5 separate regions of the Mus musculus genome follow, and all the other regions are linked to region 4. Evidence: chromatin contacts called from public HiChIP or PLAC-seq and promoter capture Hi-C data. All regions are on one chromosome and are shown on one strand. The core of a region is the stretch at or near the end of the contact, and the rest is flanking DNA. Distances in the headings are between cores, read along the strand shown. Region 1 holds the start of Med27 (mediator complex subunit 27). Region 2 holds the start of Rxra (retinoid X receptor alpha). Region 3 has its middle 72 kb from the start of Gm39777. Region 4 holds the start of Gtf3c5 (general transcription factor IIIC, polypeptide 5). Region 5 has its middle 16 kb from the start of Gm30761.

Region 1 (5,933 bases), core at 2,694-5,193, 760 kb before region 4:
GAGGGAGAGAACCAGGGCAGAGGGTGAAGGGTGGATGGGGGGAGGGGGGTTGTAGCAGTTCACAAACAAGAGCAGGTCTCAGCAGCTACCGAGAAAGGCTTCTAAACCTGTTCCCAAAACGTGCCAGTTCCCGTCAGCAGGCAAGCTCACAACACACAGCACACAGACAAAAAGGACTCAGGTAAACACACCGCTTCCAGGTTTGCAAGCCCAGTGGTTGCTGTGATTCACACTATTGCTCAGTTCTCCTTTTCCAACTTTCCTGAGAGCTACGCCATGGACCTGCCCACACAACACACCATAAAACCACACTCTGTAGCATATGGATTCAGGAGAAAGTGGAGCATAATCTAACCCATAGCACTCTCCAGATACTCTCCCAGCATGACAACACAAGACCATAAACGATGTGAGCAGCTAAGCCTTTCCATCGCCAGTCTGTGAACTGTAGGAGTCAGGACCTCCTGCTAAGCAAGAGAAGCTAGAACAGTTGCACCTTCCTCAGGCGAAACCGCACACACCACAGCACACTGCAGCACATTGTATGCACCATCCAGGGTTCTTTAAGCCGCTCTTATAGAACCACCCAATCTCCAGGCTAGGTATACATGATCTAGGATTCCCTATCACTTACAGGAAAGCCTAGAATTCCAACTCTATGGCCCATGCAGATGCAAAAGAAAACTTCCTCTCATGCTCTTTGCAGTTCTGGGAGAAACACTGGGTTTTGGTGGGTCAGCTCCATCTGCAGCAGCCCCTTACCTTGTTGGACCATTTGTATGCTTGCAGAAGCTGGCTGTAGAGTGGGGTTTTGTCCTGCACAGGATCCAGGCTTAGCAGCCCACTGTTATGAAGAGGGTGGTTCTCAGACGGCTTGCCTACCAGGTTGCTCAAACGTTCCAGTTCACTGAAAGTAAAAAGAGAAGCTACATAAACCCGAGTCCACTTCACTCCCTCAAGACCATCACACATCTTTTTTTCTTTTTTCTTTTTTCCTTTTTTTTTTTTTTCTGGTTTTCGAGATAGGGTTTCTCTGTGTAGCCCTGGCTGTCCTAGAACTCACTCTGTAGACCAGGCTGGCCTCGAACTCAGAAATCCGCCTGCCTCTGCCACCCGAGTGCTGGGATTAAAGGTGTGCGCCACCACGCCCGGTTCGGACATCTTTCGAGAAGAGTTTTGCAAAGGTAAAACAGAACAAAACAAAACAAAAACCTAGGGACAAACAAGAGAACGCCTAACTGAGGCGTTCTAATCTCAAACATGCCTGTCCAAACCAGTCATGGTAGCCCACACCTTTAATCCCAGCACTGGGGAGGCAAGTGTGATATATCAAAGTGAATTTGAGGCCAGCCTGGTCTACATAGGGAGTTCCAGGGCTACACAGTGAGACAAAATAAACATTTCCTGCTGTGGATGAATCTGAGTTGTTACACCCCAATATTTAAAAACCTTAGAGCTTCTTTGTGCCCTTAGGTTTGTTTTCCCTCAGGAATGGCAAGAGACGGCTATATTTTGTTTCTCTGTGTAGCCCTGGTTAGCCCTCTCATGCCATTCCAGAGGCAAAACAAACCTAAGGGCATAAGGTTCCTTTGCAAAGGAAGCTGTAGGTTCCCTAAAAACTGGGATGTAACAACTCTGATTCATCCACAGCAGAAGATGTTTAGGACCTTGCAGTAGAGTCTAACACTGCCTCCCATTCAGGATTTTTTTCGGACCCACATGCAGATCACTCCATTTGGCAAAGCAGCAAGTACCTGAATAAATCATGATTATTTATCATTTCACATTTCAGATTTGTGCACAGTGCTTCACAGATGGCAAAGCTTAGCAAAACAAAGAAGACATAAAATAAACACCATCAAGGGGGCTGTGTCAAACAAGCTCACTTCAGTCTAGCAAGAAAACTAGGGAGACACTTGGGAAAGTGGGCGAACGGTGAAATCACGAATTCTGGGGAGCCAGTTCCCAGCAGCCAGCAGGACACTGCTAACCACTCCCATGCTGCATCCAACCTCAAATCTTCAGCCACCTTCTTGGCACTACTGTACATTTAATAAGTCAAAGAAATATCAACATTACTAAAGTTTCTAAAGTGATAAAAGGCTGTGACATCCCATTAGAAAGCAGGGCAGAGATGACACACTTCTTTAATCCCACCAGCACCTGGGAGGTAGAAGCAGGGGGGGTCTCTGTGAGTTTGAGGTCAGTCAGCCTGATCTAAAAAGAAACTCTGTCTTAGGGGGGGAAAAAAGCCTCCCTCGGGGGAGTCAATGGAGTGGGGGTAGGGCATGCCATTGTCAAGCTGACAGAACAGGTATGTGTGTAGTTTAAGGAGGGAGTGGAATACGGGGAGGAAAGGCACACAACACTTCACTACTTCCTCCTCCATCCTACTTGACTAGTTGATGGGTGGAGGGAGTCCTGGGGGTTTGCCTGCCTGACACACAGAAGGCACGGAGCTGGAACCAGGCACTATAGAGGAACATGAGGTGGAAGAGAGGAAACCCAACCTGACCAGATCACCAAATGCTCAATTTCAGAAGTAAAAAGCTCAAATCCAAGCCGGGCGTGGTGGTGCACGCCTTTAATCCCAGCACTCCGGAGGCAGAGGCAGGCAGATTTCTGAGTTTGAGGCCAGCCTGGTCTACAGAGTGAGTTCCAGGACAGCCAGGGCTATACAGAGAAACCCTGTCTGGGGGGGGGGGGGAGACCTCAAGTCCTTCCATTCTAATTTCTAAGACAGGAAGAAAACACAAGTTCAGGCACAGAAGACATGCCTACTAAACTGTGTGTGGTGGCACACACCTTTAATCCCAGCAGATTAATCCAGAGAGGCAGAGGCAGGAGGATCTCTTGTGAGTTTGAGGCCATCCTGGTCTACAAATTGAATTCCAGGACAACCAAGACTGTTACCCTGAGAATCCCTGTCTCAAAATCCAAAGTGCCTTCTATGCATGGCATCTGAGTAATGTCTTCTCAGCAAACTCTTAATACACTAATGATGTAAAAGGAGTCCCGTGAGGGAAATATGTAATCCCCAATTATTAGGGGTTAACCTGCTCAAACATTCCTTTCCCGTTGTAGTGAACTGAGTCCTCTGAAACTGAACCTAAATAAATTCTTCCTCTTAAACATCCTAATAGATGTAAGACTGTATCTCTCGAGAAAAGAGCTAAACAAAAGGAATGATGGTGACTGGCAGTGAGGAGCAGGTGGCTTCGGAGGGGAAATGGAAAGAGGCAAAGGTAACGGAGGTAGTCTGAGAATGAGGTGAGGTGGAACTGATGAATTCTAGGCTCTGAGGATGGGAACTGGAGCTCATCGGATCGAGAGGTACGTAATTGGGCCTGGGACAGTGTTGATGGGGAGACTGGCCCGATGTGATGGAGCCCAAGGAAAAGGTCTGATAAGATCGACGAGGTGGAAGTTCCTGAGAAGAGGTTTCCTCATCAGATAGGACCACTACAGCGGGAACCGAGGACCACAGATGACAACCAGGACGAAATGGCCAACAGAATGAATACTAGGTAACGGGACGGGAGACAAGGAGTCCCTGAGAGGCTGACTAGGACCGGGAGATGAGCGAAAGTGACAGCGGACTGTGAATAAAGGAGAGAGGCCCGTGACTGGGCAGACTGGCGCGGGATCCGGGCGGGACAGGTGCCAGAAGGGTCCTCAACCCCGATCCTTTCAGCCAGTACCTACTTGAGGTCCCGGTTGACGGAATGCAAGTTGTCCTGGAAGTTCGCGATGAAGGCCTTCTCGCGGCCCTCCAGCGTCTCTTTGTTGCGCATGCCATCCTTAAGGCAGTCGAAGACCCTACTCACGCTAGAGCGTAGCGCCTGGATGGCGCTAATAGCCTGCGAAAAGGCCTCCAGGTTCACACCAACGCTCAGCACGTCCGCCATGTTGCAGCTGTCACAGCCGGCTTTCCAGAGTCCACAGCCTGAGCGGCGCGCGGCGCTTCGTGATGACGTTGTCCTAGGAGGGTATTGGGATGTGTAGTTTGCGACGTGGCTCCCATCCAGGAAGCTCTAGCGAACTTGGAAAAACAGCGCCAGTCTGACTGAATGAGAGAGTTGACCACAAGTTATGATCTCCATCTAGGGAAGTCATTTTGTCCTCTCCTTTTGCTTAATAGTGAATGACAAAGAAATGCAGAAGCCCACTGTGTATCTCCAAAATTTGAACAGTCACATAGGAATTTCTCAAAACAATAAAATGTCCCCAGAGTACATGAATGAGTCCATATTCATAAATAAAGGGGAAGAACTCTCTTACCTGTAGTAAAATGCCAACACATAAATGAAGGCAGAGTGATACAAGAAAACTGCCACTTGGCAGCCTAAATAATTGGTTAAGGTATGAATCAATTGATGTTTTTTCGAAACAGCAAGGTATTCTATATAGTTTCAAAACGTTTTTCTTTATGAAACTTAAAAGGAAATAGAAAACATTTGGGCTACATGAGGACCTGTGTCCAAAAAGTAAATTAACAATAATAATAATAATAGAAATTATGGTATGTGTCCAAAAGAATTGAAAGCAGTGTCTAAATGAGATGTTTGTACTTCCATATCCACCGCAACCTCATTCACTATAGTCAAGTGTGAAAGGAGCCAGATATCTACCAACGTATAAGCAAATAAGCAAAATGTGATTATATATGATACAAATTGATATATACTGTGACATCAAAATGGACAATATACCTTTCAAGTTAATGGAAGATCAAAACAGGGAAAATAGACCTTGCAGCTTAGGGGATCTGTTTGCAGTTAAGACAGTTAAGAATAAGTTCCTCTGTCCTGTGCAGGCTAAAGTTTCTGTTTGTAATTAAAGAATAAGTTCTATTTGCCTCATGTTAAGTCCTTGCAAGTTAGGGTTTTTATTTGTAATTAAGAATAAGTTCCTGGGACTAGAGAGATGGCTCAACGATTAAGAGCACTGACTGCTCTTTCAGAGGTCCTAAGTTCAATTCCCAGCAACCACATGGTGGCTCACAACCATCTGCAGTGGGATCAGATGCCCTCTTCTGGTGCATCTGAAGTCAGCTACAGTGTACTCACATACATAAAATAAAAATAAATCTTAAAAGAAAAAAAAAAGAATAAGTTCTTGTTCTTTTTGTTTGGTTTGTTTTTGTTTGGTTTTTCGAGACAGGGTTCCTCTGTGTAGCCCTGACTGCCCTGGAACTCACTCTGTAGACCAGGCTGGCCTTGAACTCAGAAATCCACCTGCCTCTGCCTCCCAAGTGCTGGGATTAAAGGCGTGTGCCACCACTGCCCTGCCAAGTTCTTGTTCTTTAGGTAAGCTGCAAAACACGTTTTCAACCTCTACACTAAACTCGTGACCACATTCACTAGATGAGCATCCCTCCCCTTGTTCCTCCCTTTCATTGCATCTTTCTAACAGTCGTCTGTGTGAGCACTCTCCTATAAAAAGGACCTCAAGGGGCTGTGTATTAGTCAGGGTTCTCTAGAGTCACAGAACTTATGGACAGTCTCTAGATAGTGAAGGAATTTATTGATGACTTACAGTCGGCAGCCCAATTCCCAACAATTGTTCAGTCGCAGCTGTGAATGGAAGTCCAAGGATCTAGCAGTTACTCAGTCTCACACAGCAAGCAGGCGAAGGAGCAAGAGCTAGAGCTAGACTCCCTTCTTCCAATGTCCTTATATTGTCTCCAGCAGAAGGTGTAGCCCAGATTAAAGGTGTGTTCCTTAAACTCCAAGATTCAATCTTCTGGAATCCATAGCCACTATGGCTCAAGATCTCCATACCAAGATCCAGATAAGGATCTCCAAGCCTCCAGATAAGGGTCACTGGTGAGCCTTTCCAATTCTGGATTGTAGTTCATTCCAAATATAGTCAAGTTGACAACCAGGAATAGCCACTACAGGCTGCTCTCCCAAATCCTGACTTGGGGTGAG
Region 2 (5,682 bases), core at 531-3,030, 910 kb after region 4:
ATCTCAAGACCTAGCCAAAGTAGTGCCAGGCCCTGGCCGTGTCCCAGGCCAGAGACTGAGCAAAGCATTCCTGTCTGAAGGACCCAACTCTGTGTGCACATCAAGGCTTGAATGAAGGAGAAAGAGATGTCTCAGGAGCCTCCCACCCCCACCCCACCCCAGGCCCCACAGCAACAAGCCACAGTAACAAAGCTTTCTTGTCGGCTGACTTTGGCAGGGGGTTACAATGCCAAATCCACCATTTGTAGCCTCGAAGTGAAGCCTTCCCCAGTCAGTTTCTCAACTGCAACAGGGACAGGAGTTTATAGCCGGGGAGCTAGACCCCCAAGCTCAGGTGTGCTCCCACTGTCTCTATCACTACTCATAAGGATGGAGAGTCTGAAGCTGTGACACACTTGTAACACAACCCCAGTCACTTTGCAGCAGACCTGTTTGTGAGAAGGCTGGAGGTTAAGGAGGTACCACCTCCCCAAATCACCAAAAGTCCTGGCAACCATGCTGGGTTCTGATCACCCCTCAGGGTAGCCAAAATGCATCCCAAACCTCATAGGGGGTGGGAGGCAAAGAGGCAATGATCATCGTGGAGCTTCGTCCATAATCTGCTGTCCTGATTTCCAATCAGCACAAATTCTTCACCAGCCTGACAGCCTGGCTGCTGTCCTCACCACCAAATTAATATCTTTCCCGGAGCTCATTTATAAGTCTCCCTACCCTGCTTCCCTCTGGCTCCCAAACCCCAGGGAGAGTAATGAGTGGGGGGCTCTGACCCTGCTTGGTTCTACTCCGGGAGTTGGCAGGCTGTTTGGGGCTGGGTGCTGCTGGCGGGAGGGTTGCAGGACAAGAAAATGATCCTTCTGCCGATGGGTTGTCTCCCCTAAATACTGAAAACTAGGGGTGCCAGAGTGTGGGGCCCCAGTCCTGGGTTTAATCAGAGACCCAGAGTGACCGTGCCCACCTAGGTTTGGTCTGCTGTCGGGGAACGGCAAGATCGCAGACTCTATCCTGGGCAAAGAGACAGCCAGGGGCCAGCGGCCTTCTCCAAGCCACAGCCCGACGAGCCGGGAAGAGCAGTGGCCTCCCGGAGCCCAGCGCGTCGTCCCCATCCCAATGCCAGGGAGGCCCGGAGCCCTCCAGCGAGCTCAGAAGTTGCTCCTCCGGCGTGGCTCGGTTCCCGGATAGCTAGAGCTGGGCGCCCCGGGGGTCCGCGGAAGCGCGAGGCGCAGCGTGAGGGTCCCTCTCCACGTCCCGAGCGAACCTGCGCTCGCGCCAGCCCGCCGCCCACTCCCGCTCCTCGGCAAGTCAGAGGCCCGGCGTCCTCGCCCTCTCCCGCCGCGCGCCTGGGCCCGGGAAAAGTTGCCCTGTGCCCACTCGCCTCCCCGGGCCCGGCGCGCTAACTCTCGGTACCGCCACGGCTCGGGGCCAATGGGCCCGGCCGGACCCCCAGCGCGCGCTGCGCACGCGCCCCCGCCCCGCCAGCCCCGGCCCCCTCCCTCGCCCGCGCCGCCGCGGCCAGCACTCACCGAGCGGCAGGAAATGTTTGGTGTCCATGTCTGCGACTAACTCATGCCCAGCCGGCGGCGGAGCAGCAGGGCGGCAGCGCGGCGGCCCCCGGCGCGGCCCGCCCGGGGCCCGGGCGGCGGGGAGCCGGCGGCGGCAGCGGCGGCGGCGGCGCGCGGAGGCCGCGGCGCGGCGAGTTGTTGCAAAAGTCGCCCAACAATGTAAACTACTTGTGCCTGCGCGCGCCCCGCGCGCGCACCCGCCGCCCGCGCCTCCGCCGCGCGCCCGCGACCCGCTCCGGCCCGGCCTGCAGCGGGGCGGGGGGGTGGGGGGGGAGCGGCGGGGGGCCCGCGACGGGCGCGGACTCGGCGCAGCGCCGTCGCCGCCACTCGCCCCGCCCGCAACCGGTGCGCGCCCCGCCCGCCGCTGCCGCCGCCGCCGCCACCACCACGGCCACCCCGCGCTCGCAGCCCGGCCCCGAGTTGTGAGCGCCCTGCAAACTTGCAAGTTTGCATCTGCCAAGGGTTCCCAGGAGCCGTGGGGCGGCGGCGTGGGAGGAGGGCGGGGCGGTGGGGTAAAGCAGCCTTCCCTTCCCGGCTGCCCAAAAACCCGGCGGCCCGCGGTGGTGGTGGAGGAGGAGGAGGAGAGCCGGGCCGGGAGGAGAGCCCCGCGGCCGGGCCATTGTCTGCGCGGACACACAAAGAGGCCGGCCGTGGCCGCGCGAGGACCCTGGTCCTGCAAGGCTCCCTGCAGAAGAGCCGAGGCCCTGCGCATCCCGGTGGACACATGGGGAAACTGAGGCCGGTGAAGGGCCGTGAGCCAGAGGCAAGCAGCTGGGCAGGGAGATGCTGCCCTTTGGACGTCCCAGTCCCCTTCACCTAACACGCGAGAGGCCCAAAAAGGACCCTGGTGTCTGACCGCAGGCCAGACAGGCAGAGGGGGGCTGGGGTGCTGCTCGGGGTACCCACGTTAACACGACGGCTCTCACCCTCCTCAGAGGCGCGGGGCTTGAAGGGCGCTACTGCCGGCTTCGGACATCACCCGTGGCCCCAGGCTATTTTTATACCTTGGTTAGCTCTCTGCCCTGACTTAAATTCATGATTTGTTTGTTTAAAAACGAAAGGAAGCACTCCTACCCAGGGAGAGCCTGGGCCTCCTCCGCAACCCGCCCGCCGACTTGGGCAGCTGGAATTCGGATTTGGGTGTGAGCTACCTGAGCGGAGCCAAGCCAGCCTCCCTAAGCGCAGAGTTCCCCCTGCGCCAAGCCAGGCAACCGGCAGTCCCGCCTCCCTCCACTCCCAGCTGGTGCCTGCCAGACCAAAATCCAGCGTGGAGGCCCTGGCAGAGGGGTTTACCAAAGTCCACAGGCTGCACAGAGTAGGTGCTGCCCAAAGAGAACACCTCCCCTCAAGACAAAAAAGAAAGCTCTGCGTGGGCCCACTACCACCGTCCTCCAGGACTGCACTTTTTCTCTGTAAAAAGCAATAGTTGGCCGAACTTGGTGGCACACGCCTTTAATATCAGCACTCGGGAGGCAGAGGCAGGCGGATTTCTGAGTTTGAGGTCAGCTGGTCTACAAAGTGAGTTCCAGGACAGCCAGGGCTATACAGAGAAACCCTGTCTCAGAAAAAAAACAAAAAACAAAAACAACAAAAAAAGCAATAGTTGTGGGACTCTATCTTAAAGATGTCTTTTAGCAGCCTACCAGAAAAGCTATAGACCTGTCTTAGAGAAAGGCCATGTCTGGTCCTCCTATGTGGGCTGGGAAACAAAATGGGGTTGCTAATGCCTTGGGTTGCACTACAAACCAGGCCTCCTTTCCCAGGTCATCACCTGGGAGTTCCCTTAGTGTGGCACACAACTTGGGGTGCTTCTGGTAGTGCCTGCATCAGGTAGCACAGCTCCATTGGACCCACTGGCCAGGGAGAAAACCCCCAGATTCCTTCCTTGACAGGGCCATTTTGAGACTCTTATGGCAGGCTGTGAGGGGGTAGAACTAACTCCCTGTGTCAACAGCAAGGCCAGAGAGCAGAAAGAGACTATAAGCTTTACCTTAGGGACGTGTTATCACAGTAGAGAGCTAAGACCTGTTCTTCAAACTCCTGGGCCATCCTCGCCAGGGCAACACGTGGTGACCAACAATAAAGTACCAACTTTCTACCCTGGCCAGTGAAATCTGGGCTGCAGACAGCCTGCTCACGCTAAGTTTCAGAACAGAAAGGATCAGGAAAGGTCTGTGGGGGTGGATAGAGAAACTTCAATGATCTCTGTCCCCCAGTATTGTGGGCCATTCGTTCTACCAACAAATATCAGCAGGCTCTATTGAAGACTTGACCCTGGGTTCTCACAGAAGGTGTGGTTAAGATGGGCAGGGCAAGGGCACACCCCAGCTCTGCCTTGCAACTCTTTGGTGGCCAAGCCAGGCCACTCTGCTCTTGCCCTCAGTTCCCTGACCTGGAAAGTGCAGACAATCCCATCCTCCATACTGGGTCTTTGAAATGACTAACCAGGCAATATAGAGACTGTTCAGCCAGGATGAGGCTTGCCAGAAAGTAGATATTTTGTCACAAGATAGGGAAGACTCATAGGCAAGAGTGGCTAATTATGACTGCAGAAGCCTTGGATCAGGATAAAGCAGTGCAGGCCGAGCTAAAGCACCATCAACAGGGACAGGGAGGCAAGGCCCAGGCAGCCATGGACTCTGGTGACTTCCTCATGGCTGGTCCTTGAGCTGTGCCATGAAGAAAGGACATGTTTGTCCCTTTGAGTCAGGATGACACACCCAGGTAGAAGGACTGGCATGAAGTGACCTGGGGGTGGGAAGAAGCATTAAGCCGCCTGGCCATCCCCAAAGCTGGCAATGGCATTTGAGGTCACCTCAGATGGTGGACAGCCTGATTTGCTGGTATGAACACCCTCCCCATCCGAGCCCCACCCCCACCCTCACCTCACCCCTTGCTGTGGGAAGCTGTAAGTGCTGGGAGACAGAGAGGCCTAGGCAGGCAGGTTTCCATGTGGGGACTTTAGCTGGGGACAAAGACAGTGGCAGTTTCCAGAGGTAGTACCTGCTTCTAAGAAGCCCGGCCTCTGCAGGATATAAGTGGACAGTGGCAAACACAGCGGTCCAGACCCTGCTGATCCAGATCAGTCTCATATCTAGCCTCAGCATCCACAGTCCTGAGCACCTCTGAGCCTTGTCCCTAATACAGGACAGGGACACAGGTGCCCAGGAAAGGGCAGGTAGGGTGCTGGAGGGAGGGCCCTACTTCAAACCCCCCAGTTCTGGAGTGGGAACATGACCAGGCTTCTTGTTATTTCTGCACCCACTATATTCCATCTTCCCCTCATCTTGGGCTCTTTGGTGCAACTGAACCCACACAAAACTGCCCAAGGCAGGGGCTGTCCCAGCGAGGTCGTGGCCTTTGCGCCATGTGCTCAAGCAGCCTAAATGTCTGTGCTGACACCTCTCTGCTCCTGCCTGCCATCTGAGAGCTATTTGTTTAGTTTGGGTTTACTTTTTGTTTGTTTTTAACTCCCTGAAGGATGCTTTTTAAGGTACCTTGGCTCTTTTCTCATACTGCCTCTGCTCAGCCTTGTAAACAGCCTAAGGATCACCTAGTGAGTGGGGTTTTTAAAGGCCAGTGTTGCTAGGCACCCTGGGGCTACATCAGATGGATAGCCGGGACCCAGCTCATCCTGGGACTCAAGGGGGAGTGGGCTGTCTCCATTCCATTCTCAGTGGAATATTCTTGATCAGGAAGTTGAGATCCTGAAGTAGTGGTAGGTACCAGGGAGTGCTCCACAAGGGAAACTGGAGTTAAGCATTCTGCCAGGCCTACTTCTGAACTCTAGTACCCTAACCCTTGTTCACCTCCCCTGTGGCTCAGCTTGGAGTGACAGTGAGCCAAGCTAGATGATGGTAGACAAAGGTCAGAAAGGTGAGGTTACATGGAGCTGTGACTAGCCCAAGGGTCCAGACTCATCCCCTTGTCCATGCCTGAATCTAGAGGATAAGGGAGAAAGAATACTATTTGGCCCCTGTTGGGCTCCTATCTATCCTGATTGGTGGCCACAAAGGACAGAGGTACCTCTGGGTCAGGACCCTGGGAAGTGGGGGTGTTTTTAGTCCTAGAGGAATCTTTATGTCTATCATCAGTGGTAGAGAAGCACGGGGAGAGACAGATA
Region 3 (5,888 bases), core at 3,269-5,768, 820 kb after region 4:
ACATCGTCCTTTGCTGTTTAGAATGTCATATGAGAGGAATTCAAAACTCACCTGGTTTGCATTTACTGTCAGATTCCTGGACTTTCCCACTGACTTGTCCCCACCCAGGGCCCTGGCAAGTCACAGTCCTCCGTGACAGCTTGACCCTCAAGCCTCCACCTGCTCACCCCAGGACCCTTTAGCTCCAGAGAACCAGCTTACCCTCTACCCCATCCTGTGCTGTTCTGCTCTGAAGTCCAGTGTGTCTCACACTGTGGGCACCTCTAGTCCCTTGCCACAGTGCTTTGATTCTCAACACCCTTAGGCTTGTAATCGCTTCTGTGTGTGCTAATCACGCACACAGAAAGCATTGAGTTGTCTGGTGATGGGATAGTCCCCATGGTCACCTGCAAGCCAGCAGTCACTTTATAAAGCAGCGTTTGTCCCAGCACAACTGAGCAAGGGAGTCGTTTAGAGGTGGGGAGCGGAGAAGCAGTGCATGGGGAGGAGGTATGAGCTAGCCCATGAAACGCTTTCTGGCCTCATCTCACCATGGGTTGCTTGCTCTATTCTCTTCCTCCCTGTCTTCTTCTTGGATAGGGACAAAGCCACAGGTGTTTTTAGAAATGCCATGTCCTTATTTATTATTGCTAGGGTATCTCACAGGCCTTCTGTTGACAGACTGTTCCTAAGGAAACACATTGGCAGCAATTTCTCTAAAATTACCATGTAGACAGGCTGGCTTTAGACCCACAGAGATCTGCCTGCTTCTGCCTCCCGACTACTAGGATTAAAAGTGTGTGCCACCACACTTGGCTGTAACCTAGTATTTATTATGTAGAATTAATATATGCTAGTAAACACTAAACAAAAACCGCCTGGCCTAGTTCCTGGTGGCTCCAACAGGACCTGAAGTAGGTATTGTATAATGACCACACCCCATAATACATTTTTAAACCTAAGAATGGTTTTAGGTTTGCTGAAGACTTGCTGTCAACAGAGATTCTGCACGTTCCTAGTGTCTCCCTCCCTCCAGGCCCCTTCCTTCCTCCCTCTCTCCTCCCTTCATCCTCCCATCCCTCCTCCTCCTGCCTCAGGCTCTCCCCTCTGTCTCATCTTTAACACATCCCTTAACTGAGGTAGTACTGACAGTTTGTGATCATGTCACATTTACTCACCATATCTCTTTGGGTTTCTCAGAACATCTCTTTTAAAGACCTTAAGCTGCCTAGAGGGCCCCATGTGGGGTTCATCTGATGCATTCCTCCTGGTCAGTTTCTGCTCTGCCTCCGTCTGTCAGAAGTATAGTGCTGCCTATCTGGTTCTACTGGGGCCTAGGCAGAGAGAGCCTTGGGCTGATTTGTTGTTGTTGTTGTTGTTATTGTTATTGTTGTTTTGTTTTGTTTTTTTAAAGAAAGGCTCTTGGTATGTATAGCTCAGCCAGGCCTCAAAACTGGGATGTGGTGCTCCTGCCTTGGCCTCCTGAGTGAAGGAATTACAGGAGTCTTCCACCATGCCCAGCTTGTACTGGGACTGCTGCTTCAGACTTCTGGGACTCTTAGTGAGAGCCTCACACGAGCCTCCGGGGAAGTCACCGTGCAGGCCCCACGCTCAGGCACAAACGGAAGCTTCCACTCAATATCTGCTGAGGGCGGCAAAGTTTGTTTGGAATTTCCCTTCCTCTTTCCTTCTCTTTGTTTATTTATTCAATCATTTATTTACATGAGCACAGCCTTGTGGATTTCAAACTTCTAGCTACAATCCAATTACTGCATTATTCTGGCATGACCCTCTTGACCTCCGCTGGTTCACCCTCCCCTCTGCCAAGCCACCAGGCAGCTGTCTTGCCCTTCAGAAGGCTCACTCCTATGACACAGGCTAACCATGTCCTCCCTCCACCTCCACCCTGGAAGACCCTCACCTCCTGTGTGCAGTGGGTTGCCTCATGATGCCAAAAGCCTCTGAGGTGCTGACAAGAGCCCACTGACCCTGGATAGCCCAGAATAACTTTACTGCTCTACAAAAGAACCCTGGCTTTCACCAACTCTGCCTTCCTCTCAGCGGAGCCCCCAAGAACACTCAAAGAAGGGCTCTCCTTGATCTTCCCATCGTGTGAAGCATTTAGGATGTTTCCATGTATGTTTAGGGTGCCCCTAACCCCGCCCATTTATTGCTGAGCAGCATGGCATGGTACGGGGGGGGGGGGGAGTGTCATCAAAGGACATCTTTGTCACTTCTAGCTTAGAGTTATTAGGGAAAGGTGTTATCAGTGTTCCCTGGCAAGGTTTGTGGTAGATATAAGTTTTCAAGCCTGCAGGGTGCATGGCATGGATGGTGACTGCTGGACCATCTTCAGCCCTCAAAACCTGTTTGCCTCAGGCCTACATCATCCAGTGGGACTACTGGAAGCCTCTGGTGGCAACAGCCTCTCTTCTTTCTGAATCCTCAAGTGCATCTTGGGAATTTAGAGTGTGTAACACACACACCTACACACACACACACACACACACACACACACACACACACACACACACACCAAGGCCTGCAGCATCAGGACAGTGGCTACTGCAGCTGTGCGTCTTGCCTATCCTGAAGCCTCCTGCACTCCTTCCGTCCATCTCCATGTTTGACTCTGAACAGACCCAGCCTTGGGCTGTGGGCTCTGAGTGTGTAGCTCCATCCCCAGAGCTGTGAGGTCCACCAAGGCTGGCCTACGCCTGATTTCATCCAGAGCACCGGCCTGGGAGCAGAGGCCTGCCAGCTGCCAGCTGCCAGCTGACCCATAGTGATCCTTTCTCTTGGACAATTTCTAGTCTGAGCTCTTGGATAACTATCCTTGTGATTGTGTCCCATAGGATACAGTAACTGTGCCAGGTCTGACAGCACCCACAGGTGGGAGTCTGAAGCCAGGGAAACAATATTGTCTGCTTTCATGAGCTGGGCTTGAGTCCCAGACCTGGCTTCCTGACTCTCACACCAGGGCATGGGGTACTACTGCCCCCTACACAAGCTGGACCACACACTGACAGCTGCTGACAATAGGAAGACAGATAGAAAGTGATGCTCCAGCCATCTGCTCCAGAGGACAGGGCTCCCTCATCTTTCAGCACCTAGGACATTGGAGCTGGTTTCTTATTGTGGGTCTGACAGCATCAGTCACACCACTTAATGGTGACAAGGCCAGGAGGAAAGCAACCTAGAGTCTTAGGGATTCCGGTCGATGATGCCTTCCTGTCCAGGAGGGACAGATAAAGCCCCCTCAGGATGGGACCCGAGCCTAGGAAATGTCCAGACAGAGAGCCAATAGATGGAAAGATGGATGGACAGATGTATGGATGGTTGAGTGAACATATGGAAGAGTAGAAGAACAGCTGGGTAGACAGTGGGCGAGCATTTGGATAAACAGAAAGATAGATGAGCAGAAGGTGGCAAGAACATTGCATAAATGGATGAAAGAAGGGAGAGAGGAAAAAAGAGGGGGAAGGACAGGGGTGAGAGATAAAAGGAGGGCCAGAAGGGAGGGAGAAAGAAGAAGAGGGGAAGGAGGGGGAAGAGAGGGAGAGAAAAGAGACACAAGGGACAGAGGGAGGGAGATAGAGGGAAGGAAGGAGAGAGGGAGGAAAGCAAAGGGGAGTGAGAGATAAAGGGAAAATAGAAGGGAGGGACAGGGGAAGAGAGGGAAATGGAGGAAAAGAAAGGGAAGAAGGGATGGAGGGAGTGAGAGAGGGAAAGGAGAGGGGGAAAGGGAAGGAAGGGGAAGAGGGGGAGAGGGAGGAAAAGAGGGAAGAAGGGAGTGAGGGAGAGAGAGGGAGAAAAAGGGAGGGAGAGATAACAAGGATATAGAGAGGGAGAGGGGAGGGGGGAAGGGGAGGGAGGGGAAGACAGGAAGAGAAAAGAGAGGGAAGAAGGGATGGATGGAGGCAGGGGGAGAGAAGGAGAGAAGCTATAGTTTCCTCACAGCTCCAAGCTTTCCTCTTACTTGACCTCCTCAGGCAGCTCTGACACTCACTGTTCACCTTTGAGGGTGCATTGGTGCCAGTAGAGTTGCCTTCTTCCAGTAAGCAAGGGATGGTGCCTTTTCCTGGGACCTGGGCCCTCAGCCCCAGTCTTCAAGGTGGGTCTCAAGGCTGGTATCTGAATCCAAACTGCCCTACCTCAGTGCCAGCATTAGAGCCTCTTTACAGCAGTGGTACCTGAAGATCTTCTCCCACGTGACCAGGACTCTTGATATCAGGGCCCTGGGCATGGGGATCCTGTCCTTAGCAGAGATGGGGAAATAGACCCAAGGTTTGCCTCTGCTGCCAATCAAGCACTGGTGATAGGAGCCTAACCTTGCGCATTCCCCAGGTCCTGGTGAATGTTCCAGATGCTACAACCCTGCCGAGCCCTGCTCTTGTCAGCATGGTGAATTGTCTGCCTTGGGACTAGGAGTATTCTAATCATGGGGGGATAGAGTATATTGCAGAGCACAAGGCCTTAGGAGGAACCAGAAGGTCCTGGAAGGAATCAGCCTTGTGCAAATATCTCCAGCAGGGGGCAGTGCTACCCTACATTTGAGAACTGCTGCTGCTGCGGTCAATCTTGGGCCACCCAGGACAGCCTCCACAGCCTCAGACTTTTCATCCATATTAGCACAGCACTCCAGGTAGCTTCTTTGCCCCCAGGGTTCTTCAAGTACTGGCAAGCTGGGCCTTCATCTTCAAGCCCTCAGAGCTTCTCCTGGCATTTCTGAGGGCCTCTGCATCAGCTGACCGTCTGCTTCACTCTCTGGAGTCAGCCAGGATGCACTCCCCTCTGAGCTGCCACCTCTCTTGACTCCCTCAATGCTCTGACCCCCTACCTGCCCGACTTTCCTGACACACATTAGCACTTGCATGGCACTGCTGTCCTCAGGCCCTGAGACAAGGCTAGCCCCATTTGCTCCAAGATGTGCCCACTATACTACCACCACTACACACACTCACGTTAGCACTATTGCTTGCTGATGGGTAGGTCTGTTCTTTCCTTCCCCTTGGCTCCTGGTACTGGGCATAAGACCAGAGAAAGAAAACGGGGGCTTGGTGATATTCCATGCAAACATCATGTGTCCCCAGACCTGAGGCCCTACCCCCACCCTGGCCTCTCAGGTTACACAGGCCTAGAGGCTGGCTCAGCCTGCCGCTGCCTGATTCTACTGCTGATAAACTTATCAAGCCCAGCATCTCTGGTCCAGAGGGACTGCCCTGAGCAGGCATTGCCATGGCAACCAGAGGCAGCAAGGAGGCCTTAGACCAGGTTGCCAAGTGATGCCGGCAAGCAGCCTGGGTCTACTCAGCTGGTGGAGCACTCTGCAGTCCTATGTCCCTGGAGGTGATCAGACCCATGTGCCACCCCAGGGAGACCCCACCCAGACTGGCCTCCCTCAGTGCCTTCTCATCCCGTTAACCGTGGGTCACTAAAACCCAGCACCAAGGGCCCTGAGAACTGTCCTTTCTACAGTTGTTGTCCCCTTGCTCTCTGCCCTAACCTGAAGCCTCTCACAGGGTCCCTTGTCCTTTCTGACTTCTGTAGAAGGGTTAGGACCAACAGAGGACCGACCTAGCTTGTAACGCACGGTGAGTCAGCACCAAGTACAGAAGCCAAGTGGCCACTCCTCAGAGATGACCCTCTTTCCAGACCAAGGAGCGGGCCAGCTTGAGCCTTGGGCACAAAAATTAAATCACAAAAGGGCTGAAGTGGGCTGGCAGAGGGCTGGACTCACGCAGAGGCATCAGGTAGACAGCTCAGCAATTCAGAGACCCTCCAGGTCCCCTACCTTTGGACTGCCAAAAGTCCACATTGAACCTGGGGCTGACACTGGCTCTAGCCAGGGGAAGGCCTGGCTCAGGACAAAGACCCTCTGAGTAAAGAAGAGAAACTGTACCTTGCAA
Region 4 (5,550 bases), core at 2,268-4,767:
TTAGATTTGCTATTTTATGTGTATGGGTGTTTCACCTGCTTGTGTGTCTGTGTGCCTTGTATGTGCCTGGAGCCCTTGGAAGTCAGAAGAGGGCACTGGATTCCTAAACCTGGTGCTGCACATGGTTGTGAGCCACTAGATGGATGATGGGAACTGAACCTGGGTCCTCTTCAAGAGCAGCAAGTACTCTTAGCTGAAGAACCACCTCTCCAGCCCCAATGTTTGTTTGTTTGTTTGGTAAGCAAGGAGTGTGAGAGCAGAGGTCTAACAGTTGGTTCTCTTCTTCCACTGAGTGGGTCTCCAGTGGAACTTTGATTGGCAAGACTTGCGTGGAAAGAAAGCCCTTGCCCATGGAGCCATCTTAGCCATCAAATAAGGCCTACCTTATTTTCTGAGACAGGGTCTTTCTGAGACTGTGTTTTGTATTCATGGCTGGTCAACAAAGCTGCTGAAATGACTTGTCTCTGCCCACGCCCAGTGCAAAGGTAACAGGTGAGTTTTGTTTTGTTTTTAACATGGATGCAGGGGGTCTGAACTCAGGACCTCATGTTTGTACTTCCCGAGGACTTTGCCCAGTGAGCCAGCTGATGGGATTTCCCACAGGATGGATTATGGCTCTGGAAGTCAAGAGGACTTCCATACCTTTGGTCCTGCACTTTCAGGTCACAACATCAGTAATTTGTCATGGACTTGGATGGGGCAAGTGTTCCTGGAAGCCATCCCTACAGAAAATGAGCATCAGTCATTTCTCTGCACACAGAAGTGACTGCAAGCCACACCCACACATCCTATTCTGTCTTACTGCATTCCCAGCTCACTCCCCCTCAGCCAAGCCCCCCATACTCCTCAGACTCCCAGCAAAGGGTGACCGAGGACAGCATGGCTGGAAAGGGACAGATGTACTAACCAAATGCAGTTTAAAACATGCTCCCACGTGAGCATAGTGATACAGAGCCTCCCAAGGCCTTCAGGAAGCCTATGTGTACTGAGGGGCTGTGCTGTTTACATTTCACTAGCTTTCCATATGTCTTGGCTAGGCAGCATTTTGGAAATATTTAACTAGGCAACATAAACTATATCTACGAACAAGCTCTGAAACCTGGTCTTGTTCATGGTTCCATTTTGCTTTGGAATGACAAGCTGACCGGGAAGGACAATGCCCAGTGACATGGTTTGTTCTTTTTGGAAGAGAAGCCTGTGAAAGACTCCATTGTCGGTCATTGTCATCCAATGATGAGACCCTGAACATGTGTATAAGTGGGCACAGATGGAGCAGATGGACAGCAAGAATACTGGCCCTGGGACTAGCATAAGCCTTTCAGGGGGCTCCTGAACTCAGGAGACCTCAGGCTTGAACTGGGGTTTCTTAGTGCAGCAACTTCTCCATCTTCCAGGATGTCATGACCACTTACCGCCAGCAGATGGAGGGCTTGCCCATGTGAATGTTCTGTCGCCATCTGATGGCCAAAAGGAAACATTACACTTCTCATCCAGTCCAAGGAGACTCAACGCCTAGCAAGGGAATATTAAAGAAAGCACCTACTATGTGCACTGTGGACTGACCTTGAGAATACAATGAGTTATACCGCATCTCTGTTGAAGCTCAGAAAAATATTTTCCAAAGATTTCCTTTTCACTAGTTGATAAAAGGCTAGTACTTTCCCCACTCCTGGTTCCTCCAAAGGCACACTGCCAACAATATTCAGCGTTCTGCAAAGCCCTGGATAGGAGTGTTATGCTGCTTGCCTGACGATGCTTTCCTGTGGATTTAGGCTCTGCTACACAGCCAGCATCCCCTTTCCATTGCCTTGGGTCATCTCAGGGGCTAGGACATCTGCCCTTCTCCAAGTCTATGTATCAGGAGCAGGACCTGAGATTTGCGAGCACATTTAGACAGCTAAGGCCCAGAACGTCCTTGGTCCTAGAGCAGTGGCTGAAGGGGTGTTGGTCACCAAACTAGTGCGCCCCAGTTCTGAGCCTTGTAAAATTCACCTTGTGTGCCAGGGCCTGTTGGAAAACTGAATCTGAAGAGGCTGGATGCAGAAAGATGGGTAAATGCCATGGGCTTGATTTTTCCTCAACGTTATCTTTTCTAGGTGTAATGGTAGGTGGGAGGGAGCCTAGAGATGGGACTCAACACCTTGAACAGTAAGCACCTCTTCCATCACTGAACAGCGTCTCAGCCTCCAATTCCTTTGCTAGTTGTTCTTGCTACTCAATGTGAGTTCTAGAAGGACAGGCTTTCTGATTCATCATCCACTCCCCACAGACCCAGGCATGCAGGAGACTGCATTTCCTAAATGCTAAATGTGTGGACACTGCTTTCATTAGCTGCCTGATCCTTTTGGCTCTTCTCAGCTTCCAGTCTGAAGGGTCTGATTAGATAGGTAAGTTTTTGTTTGTGAGGGTCTGTGCGCCAGATCTGGCTTGGATCCCAGGCAGGACCAAGTCTCTTTCTCTCAGAAGCTTGGCCTGAGGACCTCAGGTTGGTCCTTGTCTTTGTCTCCCCTCCTGCCCTTCTCCGTGGTTCCTGTTCACATACGGACATGCCTCTCTAGAATGAGATTGATTCAGTGTTCTGTGGCCACGTGTCGATCTAGGCCTGGATTGAATGAGTCATGAAAGTGTCGCCTCATTCATTCACTGGCTCACAACATCTTTAGTGAATGTATACTCTGTGTCTACCCCCGTGTTCAGGTCTGAGAGGTCCGCAGCAAAGCAATACTTACCTTTAGGAAGCTGCCAACACAGTAAAGCAAGGCCAGCATTAAGCAAATAAGGCTGTGCTCCCCGATGTGTGCGTCTGAGTGCCGAGTGCACCAAGGAAATCAGCAGACTAGGTTTAGGTTATCATGGTGGATCCCCAGGGGAGATAAAGCCTATACATAAACCTAAGTGATGAAGAGAAGCTGACAGCTAGGTGGTGGGGGGAAAGAGGGGTGAGGGTCCCGCTGAGAACAGGAACAACGTGAGATCGCTTTCTAAGATCATGTTTATATCATAAGGAGAAGAGATGACAGCTGAATATTGAGAGTGTTGCTACATTGGATGAGGGGTTTACCGAGGCTCCATGTAGCTTAGAAGCAGCTTTGTAGGTTCAGGAACCGAACTTCTTCTCATTCAGAGGTAGAAGCACCGAGTTCAGCAGACTTACCTATCTAATCAGACCCTCACAGAACCAACAGGTGAGTAGCCTATGTTGCAAATTTTGCTAAGCATGCTGTGCGTACATCCTAATATGGGATGCGATGTGCATCTAATATTTTACTGTCATCTCTGCAAGATGACAACAAAGGCTTTGAAGCTTGTGTATTAAACTCACAGAGGTGTGATGATAAGAAGTTATCAATTTGTTAATTTACAGTTGCACTCAGCCCTAAATACATGCACACAGGAGCAAGGCTAAGAGGACTCAGTGGACTGCTTTTTCTTTGACAGCCGAAAACCAGCTCAGGGATGAGAGGCGGGCCAGAGGACGCCTGGGGCACGTCTTCAAGCTCTCATTGGACGGGATATCCGGAAAAACCCGGTCGAATCCTGGCTTGTCTTGGTTGGGTCGGCTGGTGGGATACGCCCTCGTCTCGCCCCTTTGTCCAACCCTCTTCATTTTAAATTAAAAAGCCCCCAGTTCTGTGTGGTGTAGCAAAATAAACAGTTGCGGCGACGCACTTCTTCCTGGAGGCCTTCGAGTCTCCATGATTTAAGGAGACGAGAAAGGTAAGGAGGACCGGAACAATTCCTTCGCGGAACCTTTGAGGTGAGGCCTCGCGGAGCCATTTGAGAACGGACCGCGGCGGGCTGGAACCAGACTAGTAGGCATGGCGGCGGCGGAGCCGGATGCGGACCCGAAGGCCGCCATCCCTGTGGACCTGCGGCGGGAACGGCGCTTGGTGTGCGTGGAGTACCCGGGCGTAGTACGTAACGAGGCCAAGATGCTACAGACCCTGGGCGGCGAGGAAAGCGTCTCTCGAGTAAGGAGCTGGGAAACTCCGGGACCGCGGGAAAGGAATCGTGTCTACTGAATGGGCGGGACCACCGGGCGGGAGAGCGGTTTCCGTGGCAACGGAGAGTTTAGGCAAGCTCTAGGACCTGTTGTGAACTAGGCGGTATTTTCTTTCTGTCCCCAAATGTGAGTAGCATGCTTGGCATCTATCCCAGGACAGTGAGCTGCTCTGACCTTATTGCTCTCGGCAGAAAACCGAGGCACGGGAGGAAAGAGAACTTTTCCACCACCTGTAGTTGAAACTAAAAGTGACACAATTCGCCGGCGTTGTATTATGTGGTTAGCACGTACAAAGTGCTCTCCCGCCCCCCCTTGGTTTTTTCGAGACAGGGTTTCTCTGTGTAGCCCAGGCTGACCTCGAACTCAGAAATCCGCCTGCCTCTGCTTCCCAAGTGCTGGGATTAAAGGCGTGTGCCACCACTGCCCGGCTTTTTTTTTTTTTTTTTCCTGAGACAGGGTTTCTCTTACAGCCCTGGCTGTACTGGAACTCTGTAGACCAGGCTGGCCTCGAACTAGAAATCCGCCTGCCTCTGCCTCCCGAGTGCTGGGATTAAAGGCGTGCGCCACCACGGGCCGGCATTTTTTAATTTTTATTTATTTATTTTTTAACATGCCACAGTCCTTTCAATCCCCAGGGCCGGAACTGACAACATCTGCATTTTACAAGTAAACAGGCCACATAACCACACAACAAGTAGTGGACCTAAAGTGATGCTCTGTGGAATCTTGGAATTGTTTCTTTAGAAATGATTTCCCTGAACATCTTAGCATAAGCAGATTCTGGCTCCTTCCGTTGATAATTCCACTCAGATTTCAGTTTGATACATGTATTACCTGTTCATGTATTACATTTATTACTTGGCCCTGGGGCTGTAAACCGAGCTAGGATCTCTCTTGTTTACCTCTGTACTAATATCTGTACAGATTCCCCATTTTATAAAAATTTATCAAGTATTTGGTTAAGTCCTAATGAAGCTGGGCAGTAGTGACCCACACCTTTAATCCCAGCATTACAGAGGCAGAGGCAGGTGGATCTTTGAGTTTAAGGCCAGCCTGGTCTACAGATCAAGTTCCAGGACAGCATGAGCTAACAAAGAAACTCTGTCTCAAAAGAACAAACAACAAAACGTCCTAATAATATCCTAGTGAACTAGATACTATTTTTCTTTCCTTTTTCCAGATAAGGGGGCAGGTAAGAAAGGCTAAGCCAGACATTGCTACTGGTATGACAGGAAAATGAATTCCAGCACAAATACAGTCTGAGCTGCTGCTCCACTTTTTTATGGGTGTGGATAAGAACTGATGGATGTTATGATATTGAGAGAATCCTTGTTCTCCCTTACCCCAGGGTTGCCTGATATAGACAGTCTTCCATTCTTACATTTTTCTTGGGTTTCTGAAGTCGTCCTAATGTGTCAGGCCATGGCTGGGCTCATCCCTGCTCTGGTAGGTCAGAACTGTGCGTTTTATGAGAAGGGTGCCTGAGGAATGAGGCTGCCGTTTTCAAGATTCTAACCTTATTTTTAGTTGTGTATCCAGGTGATTGT
Region 5 (5,164 bases), core at 183-2,682, 980 kb before region 4:
TGCTTTCTGGGAACTTGACCAATGAGGGATCAGAGAGCCATCCTTGCTCTCCCCCCACCCAGCAGGGGTGGGAGCCCCTCCCCTTCTGATTCTTTATTCTGCAGCAGGTGTAGTTCGGGGCTCAGGGCTTATTTGATGTTTGGACCCTGCTTGGCCTCTGTAGCATGAACAAAAATGGAGATGGGGATATATGGTCCCTCGGTCTCTGAAGAAAAACAGTCTAAAGCTTTCAAGTGCGTAAAGTGGCCGTAGGGGACAGTGACCATAAAGGGCACAGGCTATGAAGTCCTGAGGGCAGGGTGGGATCCTCTGAGTAGGTGGAAGCCTTCCTCCTGTTCCCTGTGCACAATGTATGGCCAGGCTGACCTTCAACCTATGGTGGTGGTGGTGGTGTATGTATGCTCAGTTTCTTTGTAGTTAGCTTTCAAAGATGTGTTTTTAAATTATATGCATGTGTGTGTGTGCACATGACTCCAGGTATCCTGGAAGGTCTCTGCAATTGGAGTTACAGGCAGTTGTCAGGCACTGGGGCCTGAACCTGAGTCTTTGACGAGAGGAGTCTGCATGCTCTTAACTGCAGAGCCAACTCTCTAGCACACAGGCACATTCTTTTGCAAACATGTAAAAAAAGGGCAGTTGTCAGCCCCATGGGTGCAGGGACCTCTTCTGCTGGTCTGTCCCAGCATCACCAAGGGCACCTGTGCATCACCCGTGCAGTGCTGGGGATGTGGGTGCTGAGCAGGTGTTGGCCAAGTTAGAGATCATTCCAGGTGATCTAGGGCTCTGTCTCTTTGGGAACCCTGACAGAACATCTGGCTCTTTTCTGTGGCTTTGGCCTAAGCTTTTAGAAGATAACATGTGTGTGTGTGTGTGTGTGTCGGTGTGTGTGTGTCGGTGTGTGTGTGTGTGTGTGTGTGTGTGTAGTCAAGTTCAGGTAACCCTCTGGCAGGTTATGGGAGAAATAGGGTAGGGAAGACAGACAACCTGGCAAGTGGTTCTTGGTCAACAAGGAATAGACTGCCCTGATGAACAGTTGGCCAGATTCCACATCCCAAGCTACTATGGTCCGGGGTCCCTAGGATGTGGAGCCTCCTGGGTCACACCACTTCAAGCTCAGACCCAGGTAGGACTTCAAAGATGGCGCTGGGAGAGCTGCTGGCTTGGTCTAGCCTGTGAGTAAACAAACAGGAACCCCTTGAGTCCCCTGCAAGCCCGGACCTCAGGAACAAGGCAGGCCTGTGGGAACTCAGCTTCCATACCTGGGCTTGTGGATCCTCTGGCAAAGTTAGTGCCAGTCAAGGAGGTGAGGCAGTCCCAGCTGGCTGGGCCCGAAGGCTTCCGGTGAAGTTGCAGCCCTTTGAGACACTGACTAATAAGCTCTTCGCTTTCTGAGCTGAGTGACTCAGTCACTTCATATAGGATCCCATCTGTCAGTTCTCTCAGAGCCAGTCGGTTTCTAGGCCTCTGGCCAATTAAAAAAACCCGACTAGCTTTGTGTGACTCTGCCGAACAGCTAGTCCTGGTGAGCGTTGTTTGCCTCTGTGGAAGGAGGCCTCTTGGCTGCCCTTGTAGATCCTGCCTTGGAGAGAATTTCAAGTTGTGTGGACAGAAAGGACCAGGAGGCAGCAAGCTGCAAGGAGACACGCCCCCGATACATAGCTGAGCACGCCTCATGAGTAGAAGGCTGTACAGGACAGGAAGTGGAGATCTCATTCACCCTTTGCGTCGATTTGAGTTTTGGTACTCGACACCCTGGAGAGACCTTGGACTTTAGGCTTGATGTAACTGGGTGTGGGGGCAGGGAGTATGGACAGCCTAGGTCGTCCCCAGGACTGGTCACACACTGGATTCTCAGTCTCCTTTGTGCCCCTCAGCCAGTTAGCCTTGCTAATGTCCAGGGGTTGCTTGGGGCCCGAACAAGCTGCTGAGGCCAAGGGGTGGAAGCTGGGGCACCATTGCTTCTGGTGACAGAGACAATGTATATTTCCTGTGGGTAGCCACCCTAAGGCTGATTTGAGCTGAGTTAGAAAACCCCTTTAAGTGTAGGGAGAACTGTCCATGTGGGTGCCTAGGGCAGAGCTACTCAAGAGGTGAGTGCTGGGTTGTAGTTTTTATAGTAAAAGCCTTGGCTCCAGGGGCTTCAGCAGCTTGGTTTGGCCACCATCCTGATACATCCAGCGTGCTAGCTAAAGAGGCCTGTGGTGGTGAAAGCAGGGAGAAGCTGTCCCCCAGAGTGTGCACACTGCAAAATGTTCACTAGTGTGTGCACACTGCAAAGTGCAGATGAAGGGTCTCAGGTCCATCTTCAGGGAACTGATGTGAGGATTCAAACTTTAGATTCAAGTAGAATTGGGAGAGGTACCCCTTCCCCCCACTGCACCCGGGGGAGGGGCGCAAGAGGTGTGCTGACTCAGCCATTCAGAGCACACACACTGCTCTTGCAGAGGACTCAAGTTCAGTTCCCAGTTCCAGGGCATCTGGCGTCCTCTCTTGATTTCAACACACACTTGTGCTCACACAGACACATAAATGAAAATCAGAAAATAAATATATATATATATTTTAAATGTGCCTGCCTCAGGTCTATAGGGTACTCTGAGAAAGTCCTTATTGCCCGAGGGGACAAGCTGGAGCTCTGGAGGTGGACATCCCTGTTGCAAGGTGTGTCCTCTTCCTTTCGAACAATCACTGTCAGCTGGTGCTGGTCTGTCTGTCCTATGAGGCTCTGCTAGTTCTGGAATCTAAGGTGACATGTGGACAATGGCTAGGATGTTACAGGGCCTGGAACAGAACATTGGAAGCTGATAAGGCTTCCTTCCACTCTTACCTTCGTAATTTTGGCTTTGAAGGAGACTGAGAAGGTCATGGTCCTCCTGGTTCTAGACAAGAGTGAGTGACACACAGGCTGTAGGCATGTGACCATAGTAAAGCAGACAAATACGGAGCAGAGGCACAGACAGACTCATCCTGCCTTTATTTACCAGGGTCTACGTAAGGAGACCATGAGCAAAATATCTAAAGGGAATGCCAGTTAGAGGTGCCTTGGGACTGCACAGATCAAAGCTGTCCACAAAGGAAGTGGGGACTGAACCTGTACCCCAGAACCCATAGCAGAACAGCTGTCAACCTGGGCCTCTTCTTTCAAAATTTTATTTTCATCATTGATTTGTATGTATGTATGTATGTATGTGTGTGTGTGTGTGTGTGTGTGTGTGTGTGTGAATGTCTATGAATGTGTGTGCATATGTGGGGGTATGTGTGTGGAGGTCAGAGGACAACTTGTGGTAGTCACTTCTCTCCTTCCACCATGTGGGGCTGGGGATTGAACTCAGGTCATCCATCTCAGTAGTATTTGTCTTTACCAGCTAAGTCACCTCTGTGCCCACCCACACCTCTATAGATCCCCGGTGAACACCACCCATTCCTGGGTCTAGTAGTCCTCTCCATACTACGTAAGAGACTGGCCTGCCTGCCCTTCCAGGCCCATCTCAGGATGCCTCCACCTCCAGCCACTCTAGTCTTGTTCCCGGAATCTCCTATGCCTTAGCTCTCACCCCAGGGCCTTTACACATGAAGTTCCTTCTGTCCTTGTGGACTTTACTCCCACCTCCAGCTGCTGACTTCTGCTTAAACCTTCCCTATCTCCGACCAGCCCAGTCCTCTTTCCTCTGGCTAGGAAAACTATGTGGATTTCTGTCCAACCTGAGTTGTCAGGTGTATCTCAGACAGAGTGACAGGAGTCAAAAGAGGATGCTGGCACCCCGTGCCTGGGTATGGACCCCACCTGGCACAGGTGCCCTATGGGCAAGGGTACCCATTCTCTCTCTCCAATTCTGAGTGCCATTTAGCTCTGGCTAGGGGCCAATTGGGGGCAGGGTGAAGGATTTCTTCGGCTTCCCTAGAACTGTCCGACATAGCAGCTGCCCTGAGCTGGCAGGGCAGTGAGGTCCTGTGGGGATCTGGAAGGCATTCAGGCCACAGGCTGCAAGGCTCAGCTGGTGGCAGGCTCTGCTCCAGCGGAGTGACCTCTGCCTGTGACCCCTCTGGCCATGTTGTATCCTCAGGACCCAAAACCTTCCCTGTGCCTCTGAGTACTCAGGGCTTCCCCCAAACACCTCCATTCCTCAGGTATTAATGAGGCCCTTGGTTGGCATTAGTCACTGGCAAGGGCTGAGCATCTGACATGAGATTGGGTACTCAGCTTCCCCATCTGTGTACAGCAGGTCCAGACTGACATGATGAGGGTACACACCACATGTGGGGGTGCATGGTTCAGCAGCACCTTAAGATATGTATCTCGGGGCTGGTGAGATGGCTCAGTGGGTAAGAGCACCCGACTGCTCTTCTGAAGGTCAGGAGTTCAAATCCCAGCAACCACATGGTGGTTCAACCATCCGTAATGAGATCTGACTCCCTCTTCTGGAGTGTCTAAGGACAGCTACAGTGTACTTACATATAATAATAATAAAAAAAGATGTGTATCTCAGTTCAGGCACAGCAGAGGGCTTACGACCCTGTAATTCCTGCTCTTGGTGATCTGGAGCCCTCTAGTGGCCTCCACTGACACCCACACTCATGTGAACATACATGCAGAAACACACACACACACACACACACACACACACACACACACACACACAGTCTTTCTAAAAAGTGTCTGGCACTCAGCAGGCCTTGACGTTGCCACTTCTCTTTTCCTGTCCCTGCTCTGTGCTGCTTTTCCAAAGCCCTGTCCCCATCACCTCCACTCTGGAAGTGTGTACCTTGCTTCTCCCTCATCGCAGAAGTGGGTTTCCAGCCCTCCTGACTAGCTGATGGATGAATGTATCTGATAGAGACACTCTCCCCAGTAAGAAAGCGGGCAATGACGTCAGCCCGGGCACTGGCACTTGTAGGAGCTTCTGCGTCTAGAGATGCTTTCATTGAGAATCAAGAGCTTTGAGCAAAGAATAAGATGGTGGGAGGAGGGGGAAGCTGGAGGAACTGGGGTCCCCAAAACATGCCACAGGAAGTCCCAGCTCCTTCACTCCTGGCTATGTGATATTGGCCAAGTTCTTAACTTCTCTGAACTTCCTGGTCTCTGAAACGCAGGTAATACTTGGGTAGGTTCTCATCGCTGGAACCCTTCAGTAGAGCCCAGCCCAGCACAGGGCTCCGTACGCTG

What was found. Promoter capture Hi-C pulls out the DNA fragments that hold promoters and counts their contacts. HiChIP or PLAC-seq counts read pairs in DNA pulled down with a chosen protein or histone mark.
Region 1: a FOXA1 HiChIP or PLAC-seq map of pancreatic cancer cells shows a contact between it and region 4. The contact joins the promoter of Med27 here to the promoter of Gtf3c5 in region 4. A contact is called at or near these places in 4 of 39 promoter capture datasets (embryonic stem cells, liver and pre-B cells), 1 of 484 Hi-C or Micro-C datasets (muscle stem cells) and 1 of 115 datasets of contacts at active chromatin or transcription factors (pancreatic cancer cells).
Region 2: a contact with region 4 is called in a promoter capture Hi-C map of hippocampal neurons, with 2.1 times the contacts expected there. The contact joins the promoter of Rxra here to the promoter of Gtf3c5 in region 4. A contact is called at or near these places in 2 of 39 promoter capture datasets (hippocampal neurons and liver).
Region 3: a contact with region 4 is called in a promoter capture Hi-C map of hippocampal neurons, with 2.1 times the contacts expected there. The contact joins the enhancer-like site here to the promoter of Gtf3c5 in region 4. A contact is called at or near these places in 5 of 39 promoter capture datasets (embryonic stem cells, hippocampal neurons, liver and 1 more), 1 of 15 datasets of contacts at CTCF or cohesin (embryonic stem cells), 1 of 484 Hi-C or Micro-C datasets (cerebellum) and 1 of 115 datasets of contacts at active chromatin or transcription factors (astrocytes).
Region 5: a contact with region 4 is called in a promoter capture Hi-C map of hippocampal neurons, with 2.1 times the contacts expected there. The contact joins the enhancer-like site here to the promoter of Gtf3c5 in region 4. A contact is called at or near these places in 5 of 39 promoter capture datasets (hippocampal neurons, liver, pre-B cells and 1 more) and 1 of 115 datasets of contacts at active chromatin or transcription factors (large pre-B cells).

What each region holds. Positions count from the first base shown.
Region 1 is chr2:29,344,820-29,350,752 of GRCm38.p6, reverse strand. Med27 (mediator complex subunit 27) reads right to left here and starts at 3,943. Exons shown (of 8, transcript NM_026896.5): 1 at 3,706-3,943; 2 at 763-907. The coding sequence starts at 3,908.
Region 2 is chr2:27,673,299-27,678,980 of GRCm38.p6, reverse strand. Rxra (retinoid X receptor alpha) reads right to left here and starts at 1,780. Exons shown (of 10, transcript NM_011305.3): 1 at 1,521-1,780. The coding sequence starts at 1,548.
Region 3 is chr2:27,763,746-27,769,633 of GRCm38.p6, reverse strand. No RefSeq gene overlaps it. Among named protein-coding and RNA genes, the nearest start is that of Gm39777, 72 kb to the left of the region's middle. Within about 2 kb of position 4,518, at least 37 of the 459 cell types and tissues checked have an H3K27ac peak or open chromatin away from gene starts, as enhancers often do. A contact at or near this core is called in hippocampal neurons, where this site is marked.
Region 4 is chr2:28,581,246-28,586,795 of GRCm38.p6, reverse strand. Gtf3c5 (general transcription factor IIIC, polypeptide 5) reads left to right here and starts at 3,517. Exons shown (of 12, transcript NM_148928.3): 1 at 3,517-3,971. The coding sequence starts at 3,819.
Region 5 is chr2:29,560,444-29,565,607 of GRCm38.p6, reverse strand. No RefSeq gene overlaps it. Among named protein-coding and RNA genes, the nearest start is that of Gm30761, 16 kb to the right of the region's middle. Within about 2 kb of position 1,432, at least 30 of the 459 cell types and tissues checked have an H3K27ac peak or open chromatin away from gene starts, as enhancers often do. A contact at or near this core is called in hippocampal neurons, where this site is marked.